Regions from separate parts of the Oryctolagus cuniculus genome. Here region 1 is linked to region 2. The links are chromatin contacts, called in public Hi-C maps. All regions are on one chromosome and are shown on one strand. Each heading gives the region's core, a stretch centred on a gene start, on an enhancer-like site or on the middle of the called end of the contact. The rest is flanking DNA. Distances are from core to core; before and after follow the strand shown. Region 1 overlaps MOCS2 (molybdenum cofactor synthesis 2). Region 2 overlaps ITGA1 (integrin subunit alpha 1).

Region 1 (6,342 bases), core at 3,416-5,915, 150 kb before region 2:
TTTTGTGTATTGCATAACTCAGACCTCAGCGGCTGTCATGTAGACGGGAGGGAATCAAAGGTTATTTGAAAACCCGGAAAGCAGTTCTTTTGCTGACTTGGTCATTTATTGGATTAATTCTCTCTTGAGCCACATGATCACTGCTTCAGTGTTTATGAAAACTGTGTAACATTTGTTAAAGTGTTTTCTAGAAGATACACCTGAGGTTGCAGTTAAGGCACACATAAGTTTGTAAATCTGAAAAGCATCCAGAAATCAGTTTGAATTGTTCTTAAAGACTTTTTTTCCCAAGATTGTAATTTGAGTATGTACTGAATGGAGGGGAGCAACTTGATTTTCTCTAGGCTATAATATCTGTCTTTAATTAAAATAGTGCATTTGAAAAATAAGAAAATGTCTCAGTGTGGGCAGTCATGAAGTGACTGTTCCTGTTTCTGTCCTTCCAGGTTGAAGTATTGTATTTCGCAAAGAGTGCTGAAATCGCAGGAGTTCGTTCAGAGACCATTTCTGTGCCCCAAGAAATAAAAGCATCGCAGCTGTGGAAAGAGATAGAAACTCGACATCCTGGGTAGCTAAAATTTTGTAGCATATGATTAATGATTTTAATATTTTGAAAATGTCTTCAAAAACTTAATAAAAGTTAATTTTTGTTTGCTTAATGTCAAAAAGAGTGTGTACATGTTTCTGGAATAGAAATGTGTAAGATTAAAAGAAAAATAAGCTAAAGCAAACCCTGGATGCTGCTAGATTTGAGTTTTGACAATATTTCATTTTTTTCTAATTCTTTAAAAGCTATGGTTTTACTGCTGTCATTCCTACTTCAAGTCCTTTTTGAAACAAAACATAAAAGTGACTTATTTGAGAGTGTTAGGGAATATTAGTGTTGTGTAAGTCTGTGTTGGATGTTTAACCTTGAAACCCTAGTGCTGTGTAAACGGTATTTCACAATGTGTGTTGGAAAGGAACCTATGAGTACTCCTGGATTGCATGTTTTGTTTTTTGTTTTGTTTTTGTTTTTGTTTTTGTTTTTTTTTTTTTTGACAGGCAAAGTGGACAGTGAGAGACAGAAAGTTCTTCCTTTTTGCTGTTGGTTCACCGTCCAGTGGCCGCTGCGGCCGGTGCGCTGCGGCCAGCGCACCGTGCTGATCCGAAGCCAGGAGCCAGGTGCTTCTCCTGGTCTCCCATGCGGGTGCAGGGCCCAAGCACTTGGGCCATCCTCCACTGCACTCCTGGGCCACAGCAGAGAGCTGGCCTAGAAGAGGGGCAACCCGGACAGAATCCGGCACCCCGACTGGGACTAGAACCCGGTGTGCCGGCGCCGCAGGCGGAGGATTAGCCTAGTGAGCCACGGTGCCGGCCGGATTCCATGTATTTTTAAAATTATTTATTTGAAAGGCAGAGACAGTCTCCTGTCAGCTGGTTCACTCCTCAGATGCCCACAGGAACCAGCACTGGGACAGGCTGAAGCCAGGAGCCAAGAAATCAATCGGGGTCTCCCACCTAGGTGGCAGGGACCCAAACACTTAGGCCATCACCTGCTTCCTTCCATGGTTCACCCTAGCAGGAAGCTGCGATGTGAGTGGAGCTGGCAGACGGGCTGAGCTGCCACAGTTTCATCTTTTGTTCTTAGAGTACCTGGTGATGAAACATGGTGGGGCTTCTGTTCAATTTTACCTTTAACCTACCCTCAGGGAGACAACTGCTACTGCAGGAAACTTCCTAGCTCTGCTTAGTGTGGTTGTATACTTAGATGGACGATCCCTGAAAAGACAGGGTAGTGATTAAGAAATTTTTCTTTACTTTTGATCTGATTGGAATGTTGCTTCCAGTCTTGTGTTTGTTGCTATTTTCATTCCCCAAGATACACAACATGCGATGAAGAGATGTTAATGGTTGAATGTGATCTTTGCAGTGAATGGGTACGTTCTTAAGTGGGTATGTCTTTTATCCAAATGTGAAGAGATTTGATGTGGATCACAGTGTGGATACCGCTCATCTTTTTTTTTTTTTTTTTTTTTTTTTTTTTTCCTTCAGATTGGCTGATGTTAGAAATCAGGTGATATTTGCTGTTCGTCAAGAATATGTCGAGCTTGGAGATCAGCTCCTCCAGCTTCAGCCCGGAGACGAAATTGCTATTATCCCCCCCATTAGTGGAGGCTAGTGCATTTAAGCCATGTAGGTATGTGTGATTTGTCTCTTTCAGTCTTGTGCAGAAGAATACATAGATTATAAGCTCTGTTTGTTTTGCTGTTACCGTGTATTCTTAACGAATGGGCTTATCCCAGCTTCTTGATTGATGTGTCGACTCTGGGTGCAGGCAGACATGATACCTTCCTACCACGTCTGAGTCCATTTTGTTCTAAGCAGTTTAACTTAATAGCAGTTTGTTACAGCTGATGTGAATCTGGGGAACTTATTCTGTTGATAAGAACTTTGAAGCTGGTGAACAAACCAGAAGGCGAAGTTTGGGGCTGAGGAACAAACGAGAAAGCAAATTTTTAAAGCAAAGTTTCATTGAAGTGAACAGAGACAGCTCTTGCCGCCATGTGGCTTAGCAAGAGGGAGCTTTTAAAACAGAAAGGCCTTATTGAGAAGAACTGAGAGAAGACTGCTGGGAAGCTGCACATGGTTTTTCTCAGGAAACAAACACACATACAGGCTATTGAAAGAAAGTGATCTGGTGGTTCTATGCCCTCTGCAAAATTTGTGTAAGGTCCTTTAAGGGAGTGAGCTCATTCTGCCTCCTTGTCTGCCATTCGTCAGTCTGTGGTCCTTCGTGTTCTCTGTGGGTTAGCCAGTCTCCCCTACCTTGCTCTTCATGGTCTTGTGTTCCCTAATTTAGAATCACAGGTTTTTCTCTTATTCTGTTAATTTGTAGTCTCCAGACTTTTGCTTTGTAAGTTCCCCATTTAGTTTTTGCAAAGCATATCTTAAGGGCATGCTTTTGTGTTGTTTACTAACCAGAAGCTGCTCTTCTGACCCTGGAGCACCCCCCACCACCACCACCCATACTTGGCTGTCTGCCCAAGTCTAACCTAACCTAGCTCGCTTTGTCCTGCCTATACCAAGTTTGATTTGTCCGTTGTTTTCACTTGACATTGTTTATTAAGATTTTATTTGTCAGGCACAGTGCTAGGCTGTGGAATATTAATATCCATATATTTCAAGTAGGAAAACTGAAAATCAGAGAAGTTACAGTTGCCTTTGAACACATAGCTAGAAAGCATAGAGCCAACATTTGAACTTGAGCTCATTGTTGGGCTCTCTGTACTTTCAGACAGACATGTTCATGAATAGTAAGCAATAGCTTTTTTAAGCACTGAAAACTATAGAAAAACTGCACAGGTAGAAAGTCTGAGAAATTTAACCAATGTCCTGATATAAAATAATAACTATAGCTCTGTTGCAGATAGCTATATGAACTGTGCCATCTTTTCAGGCAAATTAATCCATATCTGAGTAGGATAGTGGGTAGAAACATTATCCAGTGTGGTCTGGAGAGATCTTGCTTTACTTAAGTACTTAAATAGAGATGTCAACTGAAGAATAAGTAATGTAGGAATTAATAGTCATTTGTGATTAAAAACTAGTAAATTAGGAATGAAAGAAAACTGAAATAGTTTTTATCCAAAATGAAAGTAAACAGCATAGTCAATAGCAGAACCTCGATTCCATTAAAGAAAGGAATAAGCCAGGATTCTTTTTACTTTTTTTTTCACCCATTTCCCCCTCACACTACTAAAGGGCAATGAAAAATGAAGAATTGACATACAAAGTTACCCAACATGTCAGCGCTTAGGGATCTTTCTCAGGACCTGCTGTCTGGAAATAATAGAATTCCTTGCAGATATGTATCACAGCTTTGGGGGGAATTTATTAAAAACACAGCGAGCTGTTATTAAAGGGGCGGGTATGTCTGATGATTACAGCTGTTCTTTGGGAAGATTAGAAAGACTACTCAGCAGCAGTGTCTGTTGATTGTGTTTGACAGGGTTTGTGTTACGGGATCTTAGAACCAGCCAGCTTAGTTTTCATTGTAGAACCAGAAGTCATGGAAGCTCAAGAGGGTTTAAAGCTTGCAGGGTTACCTATATCTTGCTTCAGGGAAAAAGCTCAGGTGGCACGGATGCACAGTAGGTGGAAAGTCGTGGTGTCTGTGAAGAATGGTGCTTTCCTTTTCAGTAGTTGGAAGGAAGTAGGGACTAGAACATTGGATCTGTTTAGAATTCTTTATTGGAATTTCAGCATCTTGAGCGAGTCCTTGACTTCTCTGAGCCCTTTTTTTCTCATTTTAATTTTTTTTTAAAGATTTTATTTACTTGAAAGGTAAAGTTATAGACAGAGGGAGAGACAGAAAGGTCTTCCTTCTGTTGGTTCACTCCCCAGATGGCCGTAACAGCTGGAGCTGTGCCGATCCGAAGCCAGGAGCCAGGTGCTTCTTCCTGGTCTCCCCCGTGGCAGGGGCCCAAGGACTTTGACCATCTTCTGCCTTCCCAGGCCACAGCAGAGAGCTGGATTGGAAGAGGAGCAGCCAGGACTAGAACTGGTGCCCAGGTGGAGGATTAACCTACTGTGCCACGGCACCGGCCCAGAGCCTGTGCTCTTGATGCTTGGTCTGTGTCTAGAGTCTGGGATTAGTCTCTGGCCCTTAGTGAGTATGTAATAATAGCCCTTGGTGAGTGTGTAATGATGTCTAATGAGTTGAGAAATGCATGGCAAAGGACTTTGCATAACCCCTGGTGAATATTATTATTTCCTGAGTTAGCTGGGATTGGGCCAGGCTTTGAAAGGAACTTAGTTCCAGTAGAATCACTTTCACCTCTGTTTTCTTCCTTTCCTTTTTGGATAAAGGAAAGGCACTGTGGGGGTGGTGTCTAGTAACAGTGATTAGAAGTGATATCATATAGATGAAGAAGGTGCTTGCACAGCTGTATCATGATGGGAGATATGAGTGGCAATTACAGAATCGAATAAACTGGCATTTGAGAAGATTACAGTTTAGTGATCATGTCAGTGGCAAATTTCTTTTTATTTCATACCTGATTCATTAGGGATATTTATAAATATATTGAGCTTTGTTAAAATTCTATACTGATTTTTATCATTCAGAATAATCATGCCTCCTAACACATCTGATGTACAAAAAATGTAGATTGAAACAGCTTAGAAGTTGAATGTTTTGCCCTAGTGTTAACATTAATTAATGTTAACATTTATTAAAATCTTATTTTTAGGAAAGATATGGATGATGTTGAAGAGAAACCTAAGGATATAATAAAATTCACGGCTGAGAAACTTTCTGTGGATGAGGTCTCGCAGTTGGTGATTTCTCCACCCTGTGGTGCAGTGTCCCTATTTGTAGGTGAGTTGTAATTTTCATAGCATCAATTGGCTCCACTGGATGGTAGAAATGAGCAGGTGCTTCTCATGTTCAGTGTTGATAGAGGTTTGACCATCAGTAAATCTCCATTGCTCATGAAAGCGAGTAGAATTTTTTTTAGTTTTGTTTTCGTAACTTTCAAATTAACCATTGTTAAATCAGAAGTATAAAGAGTAGGATAAGTCATGGCTAGCAGAGAGAATTCTGGTATTTTCCAAATTTTAAGGGAAAAATATACATAATGATAGTCCTTAATTTTTCTTTAAGTATCAGATGCAACTGTTGGAAAAGGGACTATTTGTCACCTGAATGTTTTCAGTAATCTTGATCTGTTATTTTATTTCCTTTTCATCTTTGGGATAATTATCCTTTGCTTTTCTAATCAAGTTTCTTGAAGTAATTTTTAAATAGGTAGGCTATTTGTTTGCTCTTAAAAACGGATCCAACCTTATATAATTACGTTTTTGTTTTTAGGGACTACAAGAAATAACTTTGAAGGGAAGAAAGTCATTAGCTTAGAATATGAAGCTTACCTACCAATGGCGGAAAACGAGGTCAGAAAAATCTGTAGTGACATCAGGCAGAAATGGCCAGTCACACACATAGCAGTGTTCCATCGACTTGGGTATGCTTTCCTTTAACAATTTAGAAGTGAAGGACACTTGCTTTCCAGCTTTGTCCTAATGCCTATCAGAATTCTGACTCGAATCTTTCTTGGGAATTCTGTGTCACCATGAGAGGGAGGTTTGTGAATGGTTTCTGAAGGACAGCAGTGATGGCTCCCAGTGCCTCTCATGACTGCTGGTTGGGTTGTAATTTGGGGAGTGCTCCTATTTCCTTGGGTGCTGTAACACAATGCAGATGTGCCAAGACTTTCAGGCCCTGGGCATTAGGGCTTGTGTGAACCTGAGCCAAAGTCAAAGTCATTGAGTCCTGCCTTTTGAGTTTTGTATTCTTGACTC
Region 2 (6,050 bases), core at 706-3,205:
TCCAGCAAGGATGTGCACATTGGATGGGGAACAAAGCTAAACCTGAAGTATGAACAGAAAAACCATCAGCGGTGGAACTTCAGGCATCAGCATCACATCAAGTTTGGAGAGGCACAGTCCACCTTCTCGTGGTTCCTCCGTGTACTGTGTCATTCGCCCAGGTGGTTACACTGGCCTGACTGCGTGTCTCCCTCAGCATGTGGTCCCTATTTCAGGTCACATTTAGCAATTTACTTAAATCTTTGTCCTCTAGAATTCTCCTGCAATCAATCAGGAAGTATATTAAGAAACTGCTAAGATTTTTGTCCAGCTTTAATTTCTGTCATGTGTACAGTGAAGATAAATATACAAGCACTTTGTCTTTTGAAAGTGAATATCTGATCTAGTAGGAATCTTTGGTCTGTTCCTTACAGAGGGTCTCAGTACGGAGTCCCAAGGAACTTCCAGACTGGAAGGATCTGAGAAGCAGGAAGTGTCTGCTCTAGGTCGTGTTCCTATAAGTTGCCTGCTGAGGAGAGCAGCTCTTCTGAGCCTACTGCACGCAGACCGAACCACGCTTCAGGGAGGTCCCTGCAAAGCTTTACTGCATGGGGAGAGGAGGAACTAAGCTGCTTAGTGCATTGAAGCTCCTGAGAGCCTGACCCACCCGGGCCCTCATTCCAGAACTGAACAGTTTTGGAAGTTTTGGAGAGTTCACAGCCCTCTTGAACAAGACCTGATTTCTTGAGCTCTAGAACCTGCAGCAGGTAGATTTACTGGAGAGCAGTAGGCTTTCCACATTGACCATTGCTTGAAACCAGTCATTCTTGCTGGTGATCACGGGAGAATTAACCTCTCTGCTTTAATGTTCTCAGGTATAAGATGAGGCTCAAATACGTGGTTGAAAGATTGCCCGAGGACAGCAGAGTGGCAGAGGTCTATATTGTTAATCAGAACCTTACTAACTATGGGTCTTGAAAACTACACTTAATTGCCCAGCACCGCGGCTCACTAGGCTAATCCTCCGCCTTGCGGTGCCGGCACACCGGGTACTAGTCCCAGTCGGGGCGCCGGATTCTGTCCCGGTTGCCCCTCTTCCAGGCCAGCTCTCTGCTGTGGCCAGGGAGTGCAGTGGAGGATGGCCCAGGTGCTTGGGCCCTGCACCCCATGGGAGACCAGGATAAGCACCTGTCTCCTGCCATTGGATCAGCGCGGTGCGCCGGCCGCAGCGTGCAGGCCGCGGCGGCCATTGGAGGGTGAACCAACGGCAAAAGGAAGACCTTTCTCTCTGTCTCTCTCCCACTGTCCACTCTGCCTGTCAATAAAAAAAAAAAGAAAACTACACAAAATTTTTTGTGCCTTATTTTCCTCATTTATGAGGAAACCCTCACGGGGTTGATGTATTAAGGGGGGAATGCTGAAGACAGAAACACTGAGAACAGTTCCTGGTGTAGGGGAAACACTCAGTGAGAGCAAGTTCTCTTCCCTCCTGCCTTGGGACTACCGATCTGGGCTTCCCACGGGAGTGGCTGAATTTACTAAACCTTCAGGTCAAAACAGTCCAGGGTTTGCTAAGTGACCTTCTTTGGGGTCCTAAGGAGATGTAGGGAGCCATCAGCACTATGTATCACCACAACACTAACTGGATGATGGACAAATGTGTTTATTTTTACATTTGTGATCTTTGAGACTAGTGACCTCCCCCGAAAAATCAAGGTGGCTGAAACTTGCTGTTTGTTAGTCTTAAACACAGCCGAGGCCAGGGAACATCTGCAGATATCAGTCCTGGTTTTCCTCTTCTGTCAGTCGTGTCCTTAAACTATATGGGCAAGTGCGAGGGTCCGATACGACGGTAGGAATAAAAGACCACACTGAAGGAAGCTTCAAGTAACTCCCTCTGCTTAGAGGCGCACATCTTACATTTCAAGCACAACATTGGCCCTGCCGAGCCAGACCTTGAGCACCACAGTGTGGCAGATTCGGGTACTGCAGCGCTAGCACTGTAACATACAGAAGGAACTGCTAGACATTTGATGTGGAGAATTCGCTCTGTCAGGGTGACTTTGCTGCAAAAATGTCAAGAATTTTACTGAATTAAGTGCCATGGAACTACGAGTTTAACATGGCTTTGTTCATCCTCTCTAAGAGTAACCATCTGAAAGAGGAAGTTAGTCATCACAGAAAAAAAGAATAGGAACAGTTGGTAATTCAGAAGAACAGAAACTTGGTGTTTAAACTATTTGACTAAATCATGTGTTGCCAAGGTATTAGAAAAATAAATATGCTGGAACAAGATGTTTCTGACACAGTTGGTTCAACTTAACACCACATAAGACACAGTGAGAATAAATGCCAATTTGATTTTTAATTGGAAAAATTAAATTATACTTTTTAATGAGTTTTTTTTTTTGATAGGCAGAGTGGACAGTGAGAGAGAGAGACAGAGAGAAAGGTCTAGAACCTCCCGCAAGGGGGAGGATTAGCCTATTGAGCCGCAGCGCCGGCCCTTTAATGAGATTTTATGCTCTGTTGAATGTATACTAAAAGCTATCCTCTCAATTTGTTGGAAAATAATATGGCATATCTAGGCCTAAGCAAAGCATCCATGTAAATATTCAGATGTACTCAACAGAAAGTAGAAAATTTCATAATTTTATAAAAGTATTTGAAATAGGAGTCTGAAACTTTAAGATTTCCCTTATATCAACTAATTAGTAAATCCCTCATCTCTCTATCAGCGCACAACTATTGAATAAAAGGTGGTATGTCTGTTCATATGTAAAAGAGGTATTTGATTTCTAAGATGCACTTAGATGGGATTAGGACAAGATTTATCTTAACCATGAGTGTACGGCTTATATTTTTTAAACTGACACATAGTAATTCTTTTTTACTATAAAAAGTTTTTATGAGGCTGACATGGTGCAGTGAGTTAAGCTGCTGCCTACAACGGTGGCCTCCTATATGAGTACTGGTTTATGTCCTTGCTATTCCACTTCTGCTAATGTGCCTGAGAAGGCAGCAGAAGATGGTTCAAGTACTTGGACCCCTGCACCCATGTGGGAGACGTGGATGTTGTTCCAGGTTCCTACCTTTGGCTTGGCCCAGCCCCGACTCTTGAAGCCATTTGGGAAGTAAACCAATAGATGGAAGATCTGTTTCTCTCTGTAACTTTGCTTTTCAAATAAAGAAAATCCATCTTTTTATAAAAAAGTGTTTATTTTTCTTTTCTTATAAAAGTAATATCTAGCTATTTTGAAATTTTAAAATGTCATTGTCCTCTGTAATGGTCATTTTTTTAAAAGATTTATCCATGTATTTGAAAGCAGAATTACAGAGAGGCAGAGGGAGAGAGAGAGAGAGAATATCTCCCATCTGTTGGTTCACCCCCCAAATGGTGGCAACAGCTGGAGCTGGGCTGATCTGAAGCCAGGAGCCTAAAGCTTGTTCCAGGTCTCCCATGTGGGTGTAGGGGCCCAAGGACTTGGGCCATCTTCTGCTGCTTTCCTAGTCACATTAGCAGGGAACTGGATCGGAAAGTGGAGCAGCCGAGACTCAAACAAGTGTCCATATGGGATACTGGCAGGCAGGTGGCAGTTTTATCTGCTATGCCACAGAGCTGGCCCCATATAACATTCATCTTTAGAAAGGTCCTCCCTCAATTTTGGATATATTCACCCCAAGATAGGTTACTTTTTTCCCCTTTACAAAAATGGGGTCAAGCTGTGCACAGCATTGGAAATGAACACTTCCTTTTCCTCTTGGTCATCACTCAGTATTCATTTCATTGCTGTATAATAATATGCTTCACAGCTTGGGCAAATCATAATTTATTTTATCAATGTGCTCTTCATGTTTGAAATAGACAACTTCTGGTGCTTACCTTCCACAGTGCTAATATGAGCAGCATTAACAGCAGTAATCCAGCAAAAGCACTCAACAGGATAACCCACAAGGGCACTCTGCCTGGTAGCCCATCTTTGGAGATTTGAATCGCAAGCTGAAAATTATTAAACACGATTGTCAACATCAATAAGCACCCAACCAGAACTCGTGGGACATTCAGTTTTTGCAGGTCATAATTTTCTAACAAATAGTAGAAACAATCTCTATACCACAGACAGACAAAACACAGAGCTCGCAATTGAAAATGCCCCTCTTCTTTTCTAAATCTCTGATCATTTCAAATTTATCATTACCAATAAAGTATTTATAGCCTTAACCTTCAGAAATATATACATCAAGAGCAAAATGTCAGTGAATCCAAACACTCAAGAGTAGGATTGAATCTGTTTAACTCAGGGAGATCCAAAGTATTTTATGTTTCAAAGATTAATTAACAGACTTCACTACATTATCATGATACCATCAGTTTAGGATATAATATCACAGTTGCTCATATAAAACCTTGAGTAGGTCTCCTTGTTCTAATGTACCTTATTTGTTGTTTATAAACTGAAAATATAATTGTTATACAAGCAAATGCGTAAGTTTCAAGAATACAGATAAATGACTATTTGCATGAATATTCACCACTCTGTGCTTTTTTTATAGTACCACATGGCTTCTTCCAATTGACTTTTCTCTCAGCACCTAGCAATTAGGTCTGAACTGAAATGCAACTGAGAAACGGACAGCTTTTAGCACTCGGCTACTCAAGCTCTCTGTGTGGCGCTCAAACCTCAATGAAACTTGTCTGATCTGTGGCCCAGCCCTTGGGTATCTGAAAAAAAGAAACTACTTCAGAGTTGCTATCTATGGCTCAAAGTTCTATTTTTGCCTTTTACTGAGTAAGAAATTTCAATTTCTTAACCTATAGGGAAGATTAGAACAGGAAACTCAGAGAGCAGGCATGTGAGTAGTTCAACAAGTTCATAGCAAATGAAATTAAAAGGTCAGTTTATTTTGTGCGAAAATGTTTTTGGAAATCCATATATATGATGGGTCTTCAAAAATTCATAAAATAGATATTATGAAAATTTATACATGGATTTCTATTTTTTTGCACCCAAATAAACTCACTTAATTTCATGTTTCCTGAACTTTTTGAGGTATACTTGTATTTGCATATAGTGAACACAAATATAAACCCGTGAAATCACTCCAGGTAGATCAAGCTGATATGTGGAAAATACAGAGCTGAAGACAGTGTGGGATTATACAGAATCAGACCATTAGAACAGATTTGAATCATGTCTAAAACAATTCCATGAACTTATAGAAATTGCGGTCTAGATAGGATTGGAAAATTTTGTAAGATCATACAATTACAAAATGGTCATTATTAGTAATTTTATCAATATATATATGATTTTCCTTTAGGATGAAATGTAGCACAAATATTCGCAAGGGACTATTAAAATAACATTTATGGGAAATGGAGCTAATTGTAACATTTAAACATAACGTATCTGGGAATCAAATACACTTTTTCCAATATAATCCACACTCAGTTTTTTTAGGTTTGAAGGAATCATTGACTTTTCTGTGTATGGAACAACTTTATGTTGCACGCTGATCAGGCTGGGTACTCTGAAGTAAGTGAACACATGCAGGGGCTCGCGCTGTGGTGCAGCGGGTTAAGCTGCCTCTTGTGACACCAGAATCCCATACTGAAGTGCTTGTTTCAGTCCTTGCCACTCCACTTTTTTTTTAAAGATCTATTTTATTTATTTGAAAGGCAGAGTTGGAGAGAGGGAGAGAGGGAGAGAGGAAGAGAGGGAGGGGTGAGGGGGGAGAGAGAGAGACAGAGAGACAGAGAGAGAGAGAGAGGTCTTCCATCCTCTGGTTCACTCCCCAAATGACTGCAACAGCCAGAGCTGAGCTGATGTGAAGCCAGGAGCCAGGAGCTTCCTCTGGGTCTCCCACATGGGTGCAGGGGTCCGCGGACTTGGGCCATCTTTCAGTGCTTTCCCAGACCGTAGCAGAGAGCTGGATCAGAAATGGAGCAGCCAGAACCTGAACCTGCGCCCATATGGGATGCTGGTGCTGCAGGCCAGGGCTTTAACCTGCTGCGTCACAGTGCTGGTCCCATACCACTCCACTTCTGATCCAGCTTCCAGCTTTGGTGC

Evidence for each region. Hi-C and Micro-C count contacts between places; a contact is called where the count stands out from the background.
Region 1: a Hi-C map of liver shows a contact between it and region 2, with 5 times the contacts expected there. The contact joins two enhancer-like sites. A contact is called at or near these places in 5 of 6 Hi-C or Micro-C datasets (embryonic fibroblasts, liver, psoas muscle and 2 more).

What each region holds. Positions count from the first base shown.
Region 1 is chr14:73,910,259-73,916,600 of mOryCun1.1, reverse strand. MOCS2 (molybdenum cofactor synthesis 2) reads left to right here. Exons shown (of 7, transcript XR_011382037.1): 2 at 447-568; 3 at 2,035-2,179; 4 at 5,235-5,362; 5 at 5,855-6,005. Among named protein-coding and RNA genes, the nearest start is that of MOCS2, 3.9 kb to the left of the region's middle. Within about 2 kb of position 4,665, at least 1 of the 8 cell types and tissues checked has an H3K27ac peak or open chromatin away from gene starts, as enhancers often do.
Region 2 is chr14:73,753,371-73,759,420 of mOryCun1.1, reverse strand. It overlaps ITGA1 (integrin subunit alpha 1), which reads right to left. Exons shown (of 29, transcript XM_008262192.4): 28 at 3,863-3,979. Among named protein-coding and RNA genes, the nearest start is that of ITGA2, 37 kb to the left of the region's middle. Within about 2 kb of position 1,955, at least 2 of the 8 cell types and tissues checked have an H3K27ac peak or open chromatin away from gene starts, as enhancers often do.